Regions from separate parts of the Mus musculus genome. Here regions 2 and 3 are each linked to region 1. The links are chromatin contacts, called in public HiChIP or PLAC-seq and promoter capture Hi-C maps. All regions are on one chromosome and are shown on one strand. The core of a region is the stretch at or near the end of the contact, and the rest is flanking DNA. Distances in the headings are between cores, read along the strand shown. Region 1 holds the start of Kcnd3os (potassium voltage-gated channel, Shal-related family, member 3, opposite strand). Region 2 overlaps Gm40118 (a long non-coding RNA gene). Region 3 holds the start of Tmigd3 (transmembrane and immunoglobulin domain containing 3).

What was found. Promoter capture Hi-C pulls out the DNA fragments that hold promoters and counts their contacts. HiChIP or PLAC-seq counts read pairs in DNA pulled down with a chosen protein or histone mark.
Region 2: an H3K4me3 HiChIP or PLAC-seq map of embryonic forebrain shows a contact between it and region 1, with 5 times the contacts expected there. The contact joins the enhancer-like site here to the promoter of Kcnd3os in region 1. A contact is called at or near these places in 13 of 39 promoter capture datasets (the 3T3-L1 cell line, the HPC-7 cell line, cranial neural crest and 7 more), 5 of 484 Hi-C or Micro-C datasets (the AtT-20 cell line, cerebral cortex, nephron progenitors and 2 more), 12 of 115 datasets of contacts at active chromatin or transcription factors (SST interneurons, embryonic forebrain, embryonic hindbrain and 5 more) and 1 of 9 other capture datasets (adipose tissue).
Region 3: a contact with region 1 is called in a promoter capture Hi-C map of second pharyngeal arch cranial neural crest. The contact joins the promoter of Tmigd3 here to the promoter of Kcnd3os in region 1. A contact is called at or near these places in 4 of 39 promoter capture datasets (cranial neural crest, embryonic stem cells, frontonasal cranial neural crest and 1 more) and 1 of 9 other capture datasets (pancreatic islet).

The regions. Positions count from the first base shown.
Region 1 is chr3:105,450,250-105,454,777 of GRCm38.p6, forward strand. Kcnd3os (potassium voltage-gated channel, Shal-related family, member 3, opposite strand) reads right to left here and starts at 2,706. Exons shown (of 4, transcript NR_040759.1): 1 at 2,304-2,706; 2 at 1,266-1,421; 3 at 880-1,179. Kcnd3 (potassium voltage-gated channel, Shal-related family, member 3) reads left to right here and starts at 1,641. Exons shown (of 8, transcript NM_019931.2): 1 at 1,641-2,468.
Region 2 is chr3:105,112,627-105,117,176 of GRCm38.p6, forward strand. The region is part of intron 1 of Gm40118 (a long non-coding RNA gene); the gene reads left to right. Among named protein-coding and RNA genes, the nearest start is that of Gm40118, 7.5 kb to the left of the region's middle. Within about 2 kb of position 1,850, at least 14 of the 459 cell types and tissues checked have an H3K27ac peak or open chromatin away from gene starts, as enhancers often do. A contact at or near this core is called in stem cell-derived neural stem cells, where this site is marked.
Region 3 is chr3:105,867,843-105,872,494 of GRCm38.p6, forward strand. Tmigd3 (transmembrane and immunoglobulin domain containing 3) reads left to right here and starts at 3,016. Exons shown (of 7, transcript NM_027025.4): 1 at 3,016-3,169.

The DNA of each region.
Region 1 (4,528 bases), core at 1,456-3,955:
AGAGAGCAGTTCACAGGCACTGCACTTAGATTGCCAAGTATGAGCATCTGAGGATCGGGATTGGAGGATGTGGGGCAGGGTGTGAGTGTCCTGTCTCCACAAATGGCTTACAAAGTCCCAGAGACCACAAGCTGTCACATTAGTAGACCACTCCAAGAGTCTAGTGGTGTTCCCTCCCTGACAGTTTGGGGGGCTCGATCCTGGAAGTACCTTTATGTTGCTGAACAATGGCAATGCCGTACAGGAAATTCAAACTTCGACAGAAATAAGATATTATATTTTCACTGCTCCAAAACTGGACAGAAGGTGTTAGATCAAAGGAAAATGTCACTACTGGGACCAGGCTTCTCAGAGACAGAGAACCTTCTCTCAGGAGTCAATTCAACTGAGATTTAAAAAACAAAAAAACAAAACAAAACCCCACCACCACTAGCAGTAGCAACAACAACAAAAACCTCTCCCAAATAGAGGAGGGAGGGAGAATCCTCGCCAGGGCCTTCCCTGAATTCTTCCAGGGTTGGCCAGGGAGTGGCAGTGTTGTTAATCATTAGTACTGTATGCAAATGAGTATGCAAATCTCACGGGGTTCTTGGACTCTGGGCAAATGTTAATGGGGTCCACACCCACCTCTTGAAGGGCCAATTGTACACCTTTCATACTGACAAACTTAAAGGAGCTTTGGTTAGGGTAAGTGAGCCTATGAAAAAGAAGCTCAGAAGTACTGGAGGCCCAGAGTAGCTGAGACCTCAATAACTACTCCTCGACTTGCACTTCTGGAACAGGATCGGTTTGCCACAAACCAGAAACCCTATTCTTGACTCACGCCTTCACCCTCTCCGCACATTTCTCTTTCCTCTGCTTTTGTGTTTCAGCACACACCTTTCCATACTCAGAGCTGCCATCTCTCAAGCCAAGGCGTTCCGGTCCGGGCAGAGGCACGAAGCTGCTTGCTTCGCGATCTCCAGGCTCGGGAGTCCCAGCACCCAGGCCGGAGACACAGGGAAAGCCGGCCACGGTTTGGCTTAGCAGCCAGGACTGGGCTCTACTCTGCTGCCGCGATGGTCCTGGGACTCTCAGCTGGATCCTATGCTCCCGTGGTTGTCCCACTCCTCACGCTGGGTCCGAGTACTAAGCAATAGATAACTCTGGGCTCTGGAAAGGATCCAGGGCCTGGGCCCGCTTTGGAAAGATAGAGAAATGAGAGTTCCTAAATCCCCAGTCTTAATTCTGGGTATTCGTGGTGGGGTATTGGAGCGAATCCTGACCTTCTGGCCATGTGTCAGAGGTCACTCCTGAACGACAGTGGCTCTTACGCGGAGATAAAGGCAGTTTGTCTTCCGTGGGATCTTCCCAGCTTTGGCAAACACACCTGACTGTTCAGGGTCAGCCTGTAAGCTTGCGCGGCGACCAGCTGCACCTCACTAGGTGACCAAGGAGAGGAGTTAGTTGCTCTACCGCGTGGACAGTGAATGGGAAACAGACAGCCAGTTAAGTGTACACACCCCACGCGCATACACGCCAGCGCTCCCTACCACCTCTTCCTAAGTCCCCAGCCACACACGCCCCCGAACTCACGATCACGCCGCACGCCCGGCTCCTCCCCCACCCCCAAGCCAAGCTCACCTTGCCACGCTCGCCCCATGCCCACCCTCGCCGGCACACGCGCTCACACTCGCGTCCGCACACTCCACTACCACCTCCAGGCACACCCTAGGATTCCTCCACTCTCCTGGGGAGACGCACCAGGCTCTGCCTAGTCTCCCCGCCTCCCCCCCCCCGCTGCAGCCCCCCCACTCACGCGCGCGCCCTACACACACACACACACACACACACACACACACACACACCCTCGCGCAGAGTCACTCCCCCTCGCACGCCCTCGCCCTGGGCACCCTCCGGCGGCTAGGCTCCCGGGTCCTCCTCCTCGCTCCCTCCGCAGCCTGGCCGCTCTGCTCTCTCGGGCCCGGCCTGGGGCCGCTCGGCCCGTGGGGATCGGTGGGGAGCGGAGGGCGCAGCCTCGCCGCCTCCCCCGGACTCTCCTCTCCGCCCCGCCCGCGCCGCGCCCCCACCGCCTCCTCGGGAGAGGCAGCCCGTGGCCGGCCCGGCTCCGCTCTGCCCGGCATCAGCGGCGGCGGGGGCAGGGAACGAGCGAACCGGAGCTCACGAGCCCGAGAGCGGAGCGGCTAGGCGGGGAGGGGACACGCTGCCAAGCCCGGGCTGGAGCGGCGGTGGCGGTGGCGGCGGCGGCGGCGGCGGCAGCGGGGGAGGAACGGCCCCACGGACGGACCGACGCACGAACCGACCGAGTGAAGGAGGGACGAGCGAGACTTCGCCGGCGAGGAGGAGCCGCCCGAGCGGCGGCTGCTGGGCGCTTCCCCGCGCTGCTGGGCGCTCTGCGCCTCGGCGGCCCCTGGCCTCAGCTTCCTCGCGCGCGCGGGGCGCGGGGCCTGGGGCTGGCTTCGGCGAAGGTAAGAGGGAAACGACCGAGCCTCCCAGAGACAGCAAGTGCGAGGAGCGCTGCTCCCACGCCTGTTGCTCCCGCTGCCCACGCGGCACCCTCCCACTCCCGCGCCCGGGTGGGTGGGCGCTGGGGCGCCGGAAGGATTGGGGGTGGGGCCGGGCCGTGGGGGAGCAAGCAGCCGGCCTGGGGGCGTCGGTTCCCTGGGCTGCAGAGCCACCTCCGGGCACTGGGGCGCCGAGAGGTTTGGGGGTGGGGGTGTGAACCTCTGCCCTCTTGCCATTGGCCTGCCTTCCCTCGCCGGGCGCCAGGAGCAGCGCCCCGGGACCTGGCTGCAGGTGGCGACGGTTTGCTCCGTCCCCGCTCTTTGTGAGCTGAGAAGAGAAATGGCTGAGAGTGGAAGCTGGGAGCCGTTTGGGGCGCTTTGCAAAGTTCTCCAGCCAGGCGAGCCTGTGTTTGCCTGTTAGAGGATGAGGCTGGTCCAGCTCGTCCTGCCTGGCACATCTTTTCTTTCCCGGGAAAGGTCCCATAAGTGTCCCGAGAGACCATAGGGAAGGGGGTTCAAATTTGTTTTAACAGAGTGTTTACACTAGGGATGGGCAGAGAAGTTACCTGGAAATCAACTAGATTCCTGTGCTTTCTTAGTGCTGGCATTTAATTCAGCCCACGTTGTTCTCCTTTTATCCCGGGCAGCCTTGATAAGTCAGCAACAGGCTGAGAGGTTCCAGACCTGAAATCAAGGCAAAGAAAGTCTCCGTGTATTTGACGGAGCCTCTGAACTTTCACGGGGTGATAGGCGGCACAATGCAATCAGTAATCAGGTTTTACAGGGTGGTCATGCATGAATGTAGGTGATGCTTGAATCGATGCCTTATTTACTGTTACTTCCAGGGAACCTGAAGGTTTAATCTCGGAAAGCGGGGGGAAGGGGGATTCTGGGCATTCATTCAATGCAAAGCGTGTGTACATTTCCCCATGTGGACACATACCGGCCCACTGAAAGGAGCTGATGTGTTTATTTTTTTTCCATGTTGCGTCTTGAATGCTATAAGACGTAAGTACACAAGGGACCTCCAGAGGAAGAACGATTAACAGCGGCTTCCTTTTGCCGTTGAGGAGGCTGGAGAAAGAGTTTGGGGAAACTGCACTGGCCATCCTAGGAGCTAGGAGAGGCACTGTAAAGAAGAGGATCTGCAGGTCCCAGGCCTGTGCCCCACGGGATCTCCAGCATGGCCCCCATGCTCATTTCATACCCAACAAAATCCCGCAGACACGGGACAGACTCCCTGGGGGCGTGAAACAGTTCCCCAGACCAGCTCTGATTTCTGAGGACTCTCCTCCGAGGTCATTGAAGGGCAGATCTTGGTGATGTGACTTTTTTTTTTTTGTTTGTTTTTCTGCTTTGTGTCTGTTCAGGTGAAATGGAAGTGTCAACCCCCCAGGACAGGAGGTCTGCCTTTTTTTTTTTTTTTTTTTTTGACCCTCTGCTTCTAAAATAGACGTTGCTTAGCAGGCAGCTGACTTTTTACAGCAGGAGAAAGTGTTCTCTTTTTCTTTTTCAGGATTTTTTCATGTTTGTCATTTCTGCATTTACCTGGTTTTAATCTCTCTCCCTCCTGCATCCCTACCTCACCCCACAGCCAAATCTTTCCTACTGTCAAACTCTTTTGCCACAAACAAAAATAGCTTCAGAGTTTTCATTTGTAAAGCACCCATGTCCTAGTAAAGCCGTGGTATGGGAGGCGTATGCGGTGCCATTGGCTGGAAATGGGGCCGCACTATAGCGCCTGTTGCAGGGTTCATACCCAGGCCAGCTCTGAGAGGCACTGGTGCTGTTAGGGGTGAGTGTTGCAGCAGGAACCTGTAAAAGTCCTGTTTAAGCCAGGTCATCCCTGCAGGGTTGTTGGGTGGGCGTGGCTGGTATGGACTTGAGGTTGTTGTCTGATAGACGATAGTCCTCTTCCAAACCGAGGTGTGTACATGTATGTCCATGTATGCACATATGCACATGTGCACAGAAAGCAGTAAAGGGGTAATTGCTATTTTCTTGGCACTCTAAACCTGAACGAT
Region 2 (4,550 bases), core at 600-3,099, 340 kb before region 1:
TTAAAGCAGAGACTAAAAAACCAGTCAAAGTGCTGAGATGAAGTGATTCCTGAGTGCCCAGACCTATGTGGGACATCTACATCAACCCCCTACAAGGCTTAAGGAATACCATGAAAGAAGGAGCAGAAATACACCAAGAAGCAGAGTTGGGAAGGAATGTGTGATGTACAAAGATGCTGTAGAGGAACTATTGATGATTGAGGAAGGGGTAGGTAGGTCTGCATCCAGAATCAGGGGAGAGTCCTCATCCCTTAGACTGGGGTGCTGCACTGAGATGCTCACTCTCAGAATTAGCTCTCTACTCTATGGCCTTTGGAGTATAGGACCCAGGGTAAGTTCTGATCCTGCAGTTGCCTGCTGAGTAAATGTCTGTAACATCTGCTTCCCTCAACGGCATAGTGAAGACCAGCAGTGATGGTCTGTAGAGACTTTAGACATCCTATTGCACAAGTGATGGCTAATGATACCACAGCTGTGGCCTCCCAGCCTTTCAGACTTGCAGCATAATGCCCTGGAACTCTCCCCAGTCAATGATAGTCTTCAGCATCTTCCATTCTCCCAGGGGTGAGGCAGGGGGTAGGCAGGGGCTTCTGCAGCTTTCTAGGTTTGTTCCCTGTTTCCTGTCAAGGACTTGCCCATTCTTTTTCATGTCTATGTCTGGGCAAATGCTGCTTTCTGGCCCTCCATGCCTCCTCCTTCTCCCCTACCCAGCTATTTTTGACTCACAGTTCAGGGCAGGGCAGGCCTGGCCTGCTCCATGTAACTTTCTCTGACTCTCTGACAAAATCAGTTTCCTGCTCACGTGTGTTCTCAAAGCATTTTGCAGAGACCTGCTGATGTCTAATCAAGCCAAGTTATAGCGGTTTATGTTTCTGTCATCAGACTGTGAACTCTTAGAAATAGAGGACCTTGTTTTCTCCCCAGGGCAAGAAATGCAGTATCCCATGAGCAGCTTTTGAATACTTGGAGGCAGGGCAGAAAAGATACAGCACAGACAACCAGGCTATGTTTAAGACTCTATAAGTTGCTCAACAGCTTGTACCTATGGAAGGAAAAGTCCTTCATGAGATAAGGCATGGAAAGAGATACACATTCAAGGCCATTTATTGACTGGTATATGGGGCACATCCATTCTTCTCAGATCCAGTTTCTTGCTCTGGAGGAAAGTATTGTTGTCTCACGGTGTTAGAGCAAGGATAGCGCAGTTACTCACTTTCCACATCCTGGCTCCTTCCCTTCTCAGCACCAGCCTCCTTCGGAATCGGGTAAGCCTATGACTAATCATATCACTGGGCAGAATGGATATTTTCATTCCCAGGTCTGATACACAGAGACCTCTCTTGTGGCCCTCCATACTATTGCATTCCCTACCTGAGGACTGGAAGGTAAGTACTCCGGCTCTAGGTGTTGACAGAGGCACACGAAAGGAGCCTTGGCCCTCTGCCTCTGTGACAGATTTTCCTTCCTGCCAGGCTCACCTCCATCTGCCTTCAACTGTGATGAAAACAGAAACACTTTGATTCTGTTAGGCTGCTGAAATTTTGGGGTCATTCTTTGTAGCATTTAGCCTACTTTTGACAGAGTTTAAACAGATAAAAATTCCTCAGACACTTCAAAGAGCTACACTAGTGTTACTGGTTATTATTATAGCTTTTATTCTACAAAACCTTCTGAGAGCACAGCTGGGGACTTCTTTCCAGGCTTTATATAGTTCTCCAACCTTTTCTAGGATGGAAAGGACCAAGGGAGAGCTCTGGACCATATGCAGTGGTCTGACTAAGCACTCCTTTGTAGAGCCAGGCTCACTTCCAGGAAGAGTTCTGATTGGCTGGTCCCTCATGCACAAAGCAGCAGGCCTATATCAGAACAGACACTAGATGGCAGCATGCGGCACAGTGGGGGTACATCTGATGGGCCTGAGGCTATCTGTATCCTCTGCTCACAGGGTGAGCATTTTAGGGCTAAAGAAAAGGGGAATGGAATTGAACCAGTTGTCAGCAGGCCCTGAGAGACTTGGTTGATCGTGTGAACCCCTCAGAACTCTGTTCCCTTCACACAGGGGTGCTTTCACTGTTTATCCTGGTTGACGTGTGTGTGTGTGTGTGTGTGTGTGTGTGTGTGTGTGTTTGTGTGTACACATGTGTCTATAAATCAGAGGTCAATATCATGGACCTTCCTCCATTGCTCTCCATTTAATTATTTGTGACAGTCTCTCACTGAAGCTGGAGCTTACTCTTTTCGGCTAGTTTGGCTGCCCAGCAGGCTCTGGGGAATCCTCCTCTCTCTGTTTCCCTATGTTGGGATGATTGGCAGACACTGCCATACCTTGCTTTTTGAGATGAGTCCTGGGGATTTGAATTCAGGGCCTCAGGCTTTTTCAGCAAGTGTGTCATTGCCAGAGCTACCTCCCCAGGCCCCTATGTGGAATCACTGCAGATACTGATGTCCTAGGATGTGGGCAGACAGTGGAGTGTAATACGGATGGATCAGTCTCCTGGACCCTTTCTCTAAGGATGCTACCTATAGGATGACACTACTGACTCACAGAAGAAAGAGAGAAGGAAAGGGGCCTGGCTTACCTTGGTCACCAGTTCTGGTCCAGATATTTTATCTGCATAAACTCTTTTTAATCTTCAAAACTCTGAGATAGGTATGATTTTTGTTCTGAGAGATTAAGAGGCTGAGATCTAGGTAGCTAGAGGAACTTGCCAGGATCCCATAGCTTGTGAGTATTAGAGCCATAACTCAAACTCTCTGACTTAGAAGCATCATACCTTGCAGCCTTGCCATCAGATCCTAGGTATACTCCCTTCACCAGAGCTGAGAAAAGGACTCCCTGCCCAACTCAGCTAGGATTCCCTATGGCTCTGGCTCCTTCACCAGCAAGTCTATCTATGGCATTTGATCTTCCTGAGTTTGAGAGTTACTCCTTTCCAGTGAGCAAAGGAACTCTCAGACCAGTAGGGAGAGGCTATCAGAAAAGGAAGATGGGGAAAAGGCAGGGTAAGTGGATCTAAAGGAGTGCATGTAATGGAGGTAACACTGTAAGAGCTTTGCAAGTGGCTTCTGAAGGCCATTAGGAATCAGAGCTGAAGCATGCTCCAGCACACCTGGGGATGGAGACTCTTTTCTCTGCCCTTTGCCTGTTGGCATCTGGAACTAAAGTGCCCAGAGGTTCCATATACTTACTAAGAGGTTCTTGGACTTCTGTTTTGTGCACGTTTCTATCTATGGATACGCAGCCCCAGTTCCGAACAAGCCACTTCTCCTACCTTCCTCTGAACATTCACAGCTTGCATCTTCCACACTAAGACCCCAGCTAGAGCCCTTTTTACTTTACAGTTTCTGAGTTCAGCTTGATCAGCAAAGGAAAGGGACTTAGTAAAAGGAAGAGAAAGAAGGGGATGAAGGAAGAAGTAACAGCTGAGAAGTTAAAATCTTGAAAGAAAGGAAATCTAGAAAGAAAGGGAGGAGGGAGACACTTAGCTTCCCTGCATCCTTCAGCTGGAGTTATGCTTTTCCAGGGTGAGAGGGAGGGGCAGACAACCTCTGGGTGTCCACGTGTCCTCCAACCCCTGGGAATCTAGGGGGCATAATGACATTTTGGTATAGAGCTGGTTCCTAGTTTATTCTGGAAACGGACAGTAGTTTCAGCTGTTCACAGTTGGGCTGCAGGGCTGGGGTTGTGGTTCAGTTGATAGAGTGCTGACCAGTAAGCAGCAAGCCTTGAGTTCAGTCCCCAGCACACCATAAAACCCAAGCACTGTGGCACATGCTGTAATCTCAGCACGTGTGGAAGTGCAGAGACAGGAGGACCAGGACATGGTGGCACATGCTGTAATCTCAGCACGTGTGGAAGTGCAAGTAGAGACAGGGGGACCAGGAGTTCAAGATCATCACTGGAGAGGCCAGTTAAGGCTACTAGAGACCCTGTCTCACAAACCAAACAAAACTATGGAGTAACAGATCATTTAAAACCTTGTCCCACTCTGAGTCTTCCTGTGGTCATGTGAGCCACGTCACGTGAGCATGTCAGCAGGTGCCTGCTTTGGGACGCGTGAGAGAAGTCATGCCCTGGTTTGTGAGGCTGCACTGAATGTCCTCACATGGGTTTCTGGCAGGCCTTCTGGGGCCATCCAGCCAAACTCCCCCAAGAGTCACCTGGCATGACAGTGCTGTTTGCCTTCTGCCAGCTGTCATTCCATTAGTGTTTGTGTCTAACCCAAAAGCCTTCAGCAGCAGCTAGCACCAAGTCTCTGTCCCTGGTTGGGAGGAGAAAATGCATTGAAAAGCAAATTGCTTTTCCAGTCACAGGTCTTTGGCTCTGGGAGGCTCCAGGCTGGGTAAAGAGAACAGCTGGAGTCCTCCAGGGAGGTTCCCCACACTCAGCCCCAGCTAGTTTTCCCAGAGCCTTTCTGCAGGCCAAGCTGCAAGAGAGGCAATGAAGATTCAGGCCAGTGGCTTGTGGAGAGGATGCACTTTGCGTATTTTTTTTTCCTGAGAACTGGAGTGAAGTAGGAATGAACAGCCCTAGGCCTGGAGGAAAACAG
Region 3 (4,652 bases), core at 1,766-4,265, 420 kb after region 1:
CCAGTAGGAGTTAGGTTACGTGTCATTTTCTCCCAGCAGCCTTAGTTTCTGAAAAGATCGTGTCTTCTCATTTCTGTAGCCCCCACCCTGTGCTGTGTGGATAATAAATATTATGTGGTAATCTTCAGTAGCTCTTCAAAGGCAGGAGCTGGGTTTTCATGTCCCTCCCCCTGCCCCTGCGCCTCCCCCCCCCACCCCGTGTATAAACACAATTGATGTTACACAAATAAATTCTGTTAAACTCAACAGAACTAAAAGATGTTGGAGTCACCCAGGCAGAGGCCTGCCACTGGGTGTAGATATCACTGCTATGGGCAAAAGGAAGAACAGTGGGAGAGGCCCCATGGTGCTCTGGGGGGCCAGGCACATTGGGACTCAGAATGTATGAACACTTGCTACAGAACAGCACTGTCAGCTGACTTCTACAGAGCTGGCTTGGAAAGTTCCCTTCTTGTCAGGTCACCACACAGAACTTGTATTCAGAAAAACCTATGTAAAGTTCAAGGCCCTCGAAAGGCCACTGGGCAACAGTCCAATTCTTCTGTAGCTCAGTAGCCTTTTCCTGGAGGAATGCCAGGGGCCCTGACGACCTTTTCATTCTCCAGGGCATTTAGATTGGAGACATGGTTTTGGACAATTCTAATTTCTTGAGACTGTAGATACTGTGGTTGTCACACAGATGAAATGGCCTTAAAACCGATGCAGACCCAATGGGCTTGGTTCCCGGGGCATCCAAGGAGAAAAACATACATGTAGGACATATTGTGTGGTGGCAAGTGTCTAGCCCAAAGATGAGGGGAGTAGGTTGGCTCAGCAGCCAGGATGAAAGAGAGACATGCTTATGAGGAAATTTCCTCAGACCCTACTGGGATCTATCAGTCACAGACTAACAAGGGGTGTATGGAAAGAAGGTGGTAATACCAAAGCTTCCAAAGGCACACAGGCCATTCGTGATGACTTTGCCAGGCCACCACCCCCTCCCACATATGGTGAATGAGAGCAAGAATGATTATGTTTTTCAGCGAAGTTGTATCATCTGTACACATGGTAGGCCTGTGGGGGGTTGGGGTGGGGGTTGGTTTTCAGCTGAGGACTGACCTCAAGTCTATGTATTCTAGACAAGAGTTCTTGGATATATTTAAAGGCAAAAAGTGCATGCATATATATATATATACATATATATATATACATGTGTGTGTATACATAGATATACATATACATATACATATACATACACATACACATACACATACACATACACATACACATACACATATACATCATATACATATACATATACATATACATATACATATACATATACATATACATATACATATATATATGAAAAGGACAGGAGAGTTATGAATCTCATGATGACCTTCAATGTTCTCTTTAGCCAAGGATTGTGGGTCCGTGATTCACCCACTGTTGGAGTTGAGGTGTTGGGCACAGCTGCTGAGGAGGCAACATGTGGGGAGTGTTTAACTGTCTCCCTGTGTCACCACTATCCAGTGCTGAGCTTTAGGGAAGCATCCAAACACTGCTCAGGGGGTGGGAAGACATAGTCTAAGATGGAGGGGGCCAAAGTTGGGGTTCCCTGACTCTTGGGCACCCAGTCAGCACTGGGGTGTTGCACAGAAGAGTCAGAAACGAAGGATGGGAGTCCATGGCCCCAAGATGAGGGCATGGAGGCCCGTGTGCTGAGGATGAATTCGATGATGAACCTAGGCAGGGGAAATGGGCGACTCAGGTTTAGCTCATCAGTGAAGGTAGCAATGGTTGTCTGGAAGCACAGAGAGGCCTTCTACGGGAGACTTAGGCTGCAGCTCTGTAGGTGAAGGCCTTCTCCATGCTCCTGCTCCTATGGTTTCAATGGAAGAGACAGTCCATGTTTATCCATACTATGTATTGACTGTTCATCATGGGAGATGGATGTGTATCAACTTCTCAAGGTGGGCCAGAGATTAAGTTTCTTTTGCAGGAGGAATGTCCAGGAAGGAGAGCTTATTGGCTAAACCCTCGGGGCCTCAAGGTATCTCATTAGCACGGTGAACTCTGTTTTGGGCTACTTGACCAGCATGGGGAGTGTGGGCACGTGTTCCAGGGTAGGAATCTGGCAGGGAGCAGGGAGGTGCCTACCATCTCTGGTGTGTACCCAAGTGCTAGACTCTCAGACCTGCTCTGTCTTACCAAGCTTCCTAGCATGGTCCACTGTCCCACGAAGGATGACCTTGAACTTTTGTTCTTCCTTCTTCTACCTCCTAAGCATTGCAATCATAGGCTGTATTACTACATGTAGTGCATGCGGTACTAAGATCAAATCCAGTGCTCCATGCATGCTAGGCACTCTACCAATGGAGCTGCATCCCCAGCCCAAGAAGTGAATTTTTAATTAGCAGTATCAACCAGGCATGCTTAATTTTTGGCTCCAGTCATTCTTTTTTTTTTTAATTGTGGAAATGTCACATGAACTAACAAAGAAGTTGTCTGAAGGTTTCTTTTTAAATTAAAGAATTTAAGAACACTTTAATATTCAGGCATTTAAAGAAAATGATAAGACTTTAATAGTAGTAAGGGTATGTGGTTAGAGGAATTACCTTGAATAAGTCATAAAGATCACTCCTATTTTCACCCTGGTTGTCATGGACCCCACGTGGCTCGTATCCCTTATTATGCCAGTTTTTAAAAAAATTATTATTATTAAGATTTGTGAATTCCAAATCAGACATGTCTTCCTTAGTTGTGGTGAAATAAAACTGATTTTCTTGAAATTGCTCTTTTAGACACTGTAAGTTTAAATTGCCTTCTTTCTAAAATTTTCCAAGTCATCACAAAAGGCCTAGAGTTCTCTGACAGTTTGCTGTAAGAGGCTTCACGGTGCTACATGGACTTTTTGGCAAACATGGCTTTGATTTCTCCCAGAGAGAAGTTTCCCCTTTAAAAGCCTGCTCTGTGATCATAATTGATCACAGACAAGCACCTGTGTCATAATTGCTGCTGACATAGCAGCCCGCATCACCGGAGGATGCCTGGGTGTCAGCTTGCCTTCAGGTGCTCAGCTAGACTTCATCAAGCACATGTGGAGAGCTCTGTATTAGGTTAATGTGCTAACATTAACACTGGTGAGCAAAGTATGATCCTCGTGCTCAAAACGCTGAGAATCCAGGTAAGCAGAGCAGATAAGCAAAGATGCTTACGGCCCTTCAATCAGTCTTGGACTGGAAGTGAATGATCAGAGTTAGGAGACGATATTATCCCGACATTGGATAATAAGACTTTTAAAGTGAGTAGGTGACTCCTGATCCTAGACCTAGAGGGATTAGTTTAACTTTACCAAGAATGAGTGGAACTGGTGTCTGTCATGTTATATGTCTGTAATCCCAGCACTTGATGGCCAAGGCAGAATCATGAGTTCAAATCCCCCCATCTTGGGCTTGTCAGAGAGATTGGGTTCGGGGGTAGGGGAGAGAAAGGGGAGAATTATGGTAAAATAGGACCTAACTAGATGGCTCAGCAGGTATAGGTACTTGCTGCCAAGCCTGAGGACTTGAGTTCAATCCCAGGGACACCACAGAGGAATCCTGTAAGGAGCCTACTCCTTATACAACCACGATCACCTGCTCAGGAGTGGCACCACCCACAGTGGTCTGGGCCCTCCCACATCAATCATTCATCGAGAAAATGCCCCCATAGACATGCCCACAAGCCAATGTGATGGAGGCAGTTCCTCAGTTGTAATTCTTTCTTCCCAGATACGTTGAGGTTTGTGTCAAACTCACCAAAACTAACCACAGGTTAGAATTGAAACATGACCTCACCCTAAGAATTCAGACCCCAGTGACAAAAAGGAATGACAGGCTGAAGGGTGTGTGGGATGACGTGGCTTCAAAGACCAAGAGATTAACCAGCCTCTGTCGACTGTGCAGGATAAAAAACGTTCTTCTTTCCTGAGTTCAGGACTTAGTTGCATTCACGGAATAGCAAATGTTAATAAAGCTAACACCTAGTAAAAAGGGAGGACAAGAGTATGGCTTATCTGGGGCTGGGGGCTGGGGTAGAGTGGGGGACTACCTTCTTAGATGCTGCTTTGGTATCCTCACCTCAGTGTGCCTGGCTAAGATCACTGTAGTCTTAGGAATCTGGAATGCTGTTCCTTTGCTGATAAGTCATTCTCCTAAAAAAATAAATAAATAAGCAGATATACAAGACAAAAAAAAAAAAAAAGTCTAGCCCTTTTGCTGGTGTAAGCAAAGAAGACAGATGCTCGAAGCACGGAGTCTAAAGAACTCGGGAGCTGACAAGCTGTGTCTCCTTGGCATAGAGGATCCCATTGCCATAAATGGAAGTGGCGTTTCAAGTGTTGTTTTTGCCAGGTCTCCCGGACTTAAATGGAACTAAATGCTCTTGCAAAGATGGAGAAGAGAATGAAGGAGAGGAGGGGGCGTGTCTGGGCATGGAAACTGGCTGCCAGCCCTTGCTCCAGAGGTCCAAGTTCAAATATGCTTGCAGGCAAGCCTCAGTTAAGTTTTTTTGTCCTCATACAATGAAGCTGTTGTATGGCCAGAGGCTGGAGCAGGCCACTGGCTTTCCAGAGTCCAACAGCCAGCACCTTTTGGACTTCCCCTTGGTTCTCCTTCTGTTCTAGAGGA